Linked DNA regions of Muntiacus reevesi: region 1 is linked to region 2. Evidence: chromatin contacts called from public Hi-C data. All regions are on one chromosome and are shown on one strand. The core of a region is the stretch at or near the end of the contact, and the rest is flanking DNA. Distances in the headings are between cores, read along the strand shown.

What was found. Hi-C and Micro-C count contacts between places; a contact is called where the count stands out from the background.
Region 1: a contact with region 2 is called in a Hi-C map of blood, with 6 times the contacts expected there. The contact joins the promoter of LOC136146510 here to the promoter of SNX18 in region 2. A contact is called at or near these places in 2 of 3 Hi-C or Micro-C datasets (blood and muscle).

What each region holds. Positions count from the first base shown.
Region 1 is chr14:44,626,019-44,628,718 of mMunRee1.1, reverse strand. It overlaps LOC136146510 (chondroitin sulfate proteoglycan 4-like), which reads left to right and starts at 1,265. Exons shown (of 4, transcript XM_065905417.1): 1 at 1,265-2,120. The coding sequence starts at 1,776.
Region 2 is chr14:44,288,593-44,291,329 of mMunRee1.1, reverse strand. SNX18 (sorting nexin 18) reads right to left here and starts at 1,458. Exons shown (of 2, transcript XM_065905128.1): 1 at 1-1,458. The coding sequence starts at 1,283.

The DNA of each region.
Region 1 (2,700 bases), core at 16-2,515, 340 kb before region 2:
GCTCCCAGCATTCTCCCCCTCTGGAACCGCAGGGACAAGTGATCTCTTTGTTTGCTTCTGAGAGCTAATTTGTGCTGATTTCTCTCCTGGTATTTGGAATGACTTTTTAAAAATGCAGATGCCGTTGAGAAGAAAAGCCAGAAAGTTCCATGATTTTGATGCTGCTAATTGTTCTATAGTTGGAAATGGAATATAAAGAATCCTAAAATCCCTTCATTTTAAAGCTGTGTGCACAAGATCACACGAGTATGCATATATGTTTATAATGTAGAATAACCTGCAAAGGAGGAGGGAATGTATATATTATAGTCAATGAAGAGGTCATCACTTTTTTCATCTTTCATGGCAACACTGCCAATATTTCATTTGATCTGAGTTACATTTGTAATGTGGTGAAGCAGGGTATAAAAGTGTAATTTAATAGACATAAAAAGGATTCCTAAAACAGACGAGGATACTATATTGCACAGTTTATTTCTTTAGCTCTGAATGTGGCCTTGTGTAGTTTCTTGAAATTGATGGATAAATTGGCCCAGACCCGGGGAATGCCAAGGGTGAACCTTCACACCAGAAGCCGCCTGGTTTCCTGAGGCTCCGACTTGAGAGCTTCTAGCAGCACAGCCCTGCTGATCAGAGTTAGGGGAGAATGAGTAATCTGTGCAGGGTACGTAAACTGATTTATGACAGTTGGCCACAAATGCAAGCTATTCTGAATCTACCCTCAGGACTGAAAAACAAGTTTGCCTGCTTGCTAAATACAGCCAATAACATCAAGTAGAAATGAATTGGGACTTCTCTGGTGGGTCAGTGGTAAAGAATCTGCCTGCAGTATAGGAGACTTGGGTTCGATCCCTGGGTTGGGAAGATCCCCTGGAGGAGGGCATGGCAACCCACTCCAATATTCTTGCCTGAAGAATCCCATGGACAGAGGAGCCTGGTGGCTACAGTCCATGAGGTCGCAAAGAGTCAGACACGACTGAGCGACTGAACAGCAGCAGCAGCAGAAATGAATTCAAGTCAGAGCAATTTACTGAATAATGAGTTTTGACCAAGAGAATATGGAGCCCCCCAGCTTTTTTCTCAATTATTTTTCAGGATCTTAGAGAATTTAAGTTTCACCACAAGGGGGTGTACACAGTTCATGGACTATAAATCTATCACAGAAAGTTTTGAGATGAATTTTGCTGAATCAGTAAATTAAATGTATATTCAAAATGCTGAGCTAGTTTAAAAATAGACTTTCCTTTAAAGCCTTGCAATTTTAACTGCTTTAACAAGTTAAAGTTTAACTGCTTTAAGTACTTTAACTGCTACTTCTTCTATCATCTTTTATGCCTTCTCTAGATACCAGTTTATTTCTTTCAGCCCTATTTTCTGAGTCCTAGGTTTCTTGCCACTGTGAATGATATCTTGATAATACATTAGTAACTGTTCAAATGTTGCTTTGTCTTTGTGATCAGGACTAAAATTCGAAATATTAGCATGGTTACCAGAACAGACCCAGGCTTAAACTGTGTCTTAACCTGGATTGTAACTTAAGCCATTTGTGAACATTAATAGAAAAAAAATTTGGTTCATCAAGAGTCTTGACTCTTCCGTAGATTAGTGTTTTTCTTTTTGTGTCTCTATGTTGTTAATGTGCACTCAAGGCTGTGCATGAAGACCTTGTTCCTTCAGAGGCAGTGTTCATTGTTAGAACTCCGCCAGTGCATGGATACCTTCGAAGGTCTTTACCGGAGGAGGGTAGCGTGGGTACAGAGGAGAAGTTCCCTTTGATGTTTACGCAGCAGGATGTTGATGATGGTTACATCCATTATGTACAGACAATGCCTGACCAACAACAGGACCGTTTTATACTGGATGTTATGAGTGGCTTCCAAGCTGTGAGCAGACTTGAAATCCTGGTGGATGTTGTCCCTAAACAGATTCCTCTGGCAGTACAAAATTTCACAGTCCAGGAAGGTGGCTCCAAGGTACTTCCAGAAGATTATTTCAGAATTCCAAGCAAGCATTTTGAGGGACTTGACTGTAAATTTGTTCTACTCAAACCACTGAAACATGGTTATGTTGAAAATTCTCATTTTCCAAGAGTAAAGCTGATGAAATTTACCAGGAAACAGGTAATAACTCTCAGTTAATATATTTGGATTTGGCTATGTTGGATAAGAAAAAAATTGGCTATTTATCACTTGGATTCTTGGACTTTGGGGAGTGATGGGGCCTTAGTAGATATCTGGTCCAACCTCCCAGCAGATGGAGAAGCCCTTCCATGATAACCCTGTACAAAAGGTCATCTAGTCATTGCTTAAATATCGTCAGTGAGTTTTTAGAGTGTTATTATTGTGATAGTTTGCTTTCTTACCATGAATAAAAGAATGATTTCCATACTTAAAAAAAAAATTGCAAAGTATCTTTCAGATCCCCATTATTTCCTTTATAAGCTCCTAGGAACACACTGTCTTCAGGATGGAAACCGTGAACAGCTATGTAGCATCTTTGGGTATCTTTGTCCAGTTAGCTAAGAACACATGTTGCTGCTTCATTTTGCTTCTAAGGATTTCACCTCATCAAGTGACTTGAATCCATTTACTAAAAATTTATTCTGTTCAAGTTGCTATGTAAGGCTTCCATGGTAAGTAGACATATTTTTTTGCCTTCAAGGATTGCTGCGGGGGAGTTAGGCACATGAACTTTAGTATA
Region 2 (2,737 bases), core at 209-2,708:
TCCTGCAGGTCGAGGGCGGCGGCGGGGGGCGTGCTCAGGGTCAGGAAGAAGTTGGCACCCACCATCTCATCCTTCTCGGCCTTCCTCTTGCCCTGCTTCCAGGCCTTCTCGTCGGTGCTGCTGGGGCAGGTCAGGAAGTGCTGGAAGACGTCGCACTGCGCCAGCACCGGGTGGCTGGCCATGTGGTTCATCCACCAAATCAGGCCTTTTCTGCGCTTGGAGATGAAGTCCTCCTCGAAGCGGCCGGTGGCCTGCTTCTCGGGCAGGTGGGGCACCGAGATGACCGGGAACTTCTCGGCCAGGCGCGCGTACAGCCAGTCGAAGTGCTTGTAGCGCCGGTGCACCGGCACCTGCGTGTGCGTGGGCACCAGCTTGTACGAGATGTAGCTCTTCATGCCCTTGAACTTGGTCTGCTTGGTGGGGTCGTCGATGGTGCACTGGAAGGGGTAGGGGTTCTCCTGCCACTCGGGGCCATAGGGTCCCAGCACCACGCACAGCTTGTCCCCATCCTTCACGAAGCCCGACGCCTCACCCAGCACGAAGGCCTCCCCGCCCGACTTGACGAAGGTGGAGAAGCGGTTGAGGTTGCGGCTCACGGTGGCCGAGCTCTTGGCCCCCGACGGGTGGTGCTGCGGGGGCGCAGAGCCGCCGCGGGAGCCCAGCGACAAGTCGGAGCGCGTGGACAGGCTGTAGCGGCCAGCAGCGCCGACGCCCCCAGACGACGAGCCGTCGAGGTCCGGGTAAGCGCCGCTCCCCAGTGCGCCCGGCTCGTCAGCCACGGTGGAGCTGTCGTCCCACTCATCGTCCCAGTCATCGTCGCTGCCCTGGCTGGCCTGGTAGCCGCCGCCGCCGCCGCCGTAGAGCTGTTGCGGCGACGGCTGCAGGGCGCTCCCGCCGTACGAGAAGCCCTGCGGCTGGAAGGTGCTCACCGGCGGCGCCTGCTGCGGTTGCAGCAGCGGCTGGAAGGCGTCGGGCGGCGGCTTGAAGGAGGTGGGCGGCACGGCGGGCAGGGGTTCGAAGCCGCCGGGTGGCACGTTAGCGTAGCGGGCCGGGGCGCCCGGGGCGCCCGGGCCGCCGTCGCTCGCCGGGCCGGGCTCGGGGGCGCGGATCACCTGCACGTAGGAGGCCGGGAAGAGGCCGCGGTCTCCGCGGCTGTTGATCCCCTCGAGCCAGCCCTCGATGTCCTGTTCGCTGCACAGGCTCAGCACCTCGTGCTCCCGCAGAGAGATCTCGCCCGGGTTCTCCGACCTGAAGTCGTAGAGCGCCCGGGCGCGCAACGCCATGGTCCCGGCACCCCGGCGGGCTGCCCCCCGACTCCCGGCGCCCTGAGCCTGGCGCCCGCCCGAGGGGCCCGCGGTCGTGCCCGCGCCCTGGCGCGCCGAGAGGAGCTCCGAAGGCAGCACACACTCCTGGGCCCCCACCCGCTGGTCGCGCCCTCCGCGCCGCTCCGCCAGCAGCGCAGACTGCCGCGCTGGGCCGCCGCCGCCGCCGGTCGGGGGCGGGGCCCGCGGCCTCCCACGTCCCCAGCTGCGCTAATCCACGACCGAGAGCCGCGCGCTAGGCGAGAGCAAGCGATGGCCGAGCCGCCGCGCACGCCCCCAGGTTCGACTCCGTGGCCGCCACTGCCCCCTTGTGGCCAATGCCGTTCAGTGAGGCGCAGGGATGAGAGCTTGAGGGTGAAGGTTTCTATTCAGAAGTGAACTGAGATCTTTCTTTTTTAGGCTTTTAAGTTAAAAAAAAAAAGTATCTTAGAAAGTAAGTTAATATTTTCATTGCTGATTAACGTTCCCACTCTGAGCGTTCAGTGAATACTCGTACAATGACATAACCCACGCGTCTGTTGAAGGATTTTCAATGAATGTTAGCTATTGGGCTAAGAAAGACGGGATGCCGGGAGGTGCGCTGTAAACTGACGGAGAAGCTCCCTGACTGGAGGCTGTTGGTCAAAAAAGAGAGGAGAGTGACGAGAGCAAAGTAAGGAAGGCGCTGCGTTTCACCAATTAAGAGCTAAGGGTGGTGTAGCAGAGGGAGGCACTGGAGAGTTTACACTAAAATAAATGTGTTGAGAGAGCTTGCATTTTGCCTGTGTCCCGTCCCCTTCCTAAATCACGTGAATGAGAGTTTAAGCTTCCGCTCCAGGCTACTGGGGTCAATCTGTCTTCTGCTAATCCCTGCCTGTATGACCTTGAGCAAGTCATTTTCTGCACTCCTGGATTTGTTGTGGGGATTTGGTAATCGTGGAATCTCTATTTACAGATGAGGAAAATGAAACAGAGAACTTGCATTATAGGTGGGAAGCACAGTTCAAGTGTTTGCTGCTGCTGCTGTTATTTTGAAAAGCAAAAACCTTGTCCTCCTTCATAAAGAGAATGCTAAATCGCTTCAGTCGTGTCCGACTCCTCGCGACCCTCTGGACTGTGTAGCCCACCAGCCTCTGCTGTCCATGGAATTCTCCAGGCAAGAATAATGGAGTGGGTTGCCATTTCCTTCTCATCATAAAGAGAACAGGGGTCCTAAAATTACAGCCTCCGGATATGTGCTGGAGGAAGGGTACCAGTGTTCAGACCCCTGCTCCTAGCCTGGACTCAGTGACCATCCCTCTCCATCCATTTGTCTCACTATGTTTATACTATTTTTAAGATAAGTAGATAAAATCACTTCCTGAAGTTTTAATCAACTCCAATCTCTTAGAGTTGCCTTATTTCACATCTTCTTTTCTTTCAGAGTATAATTTGCC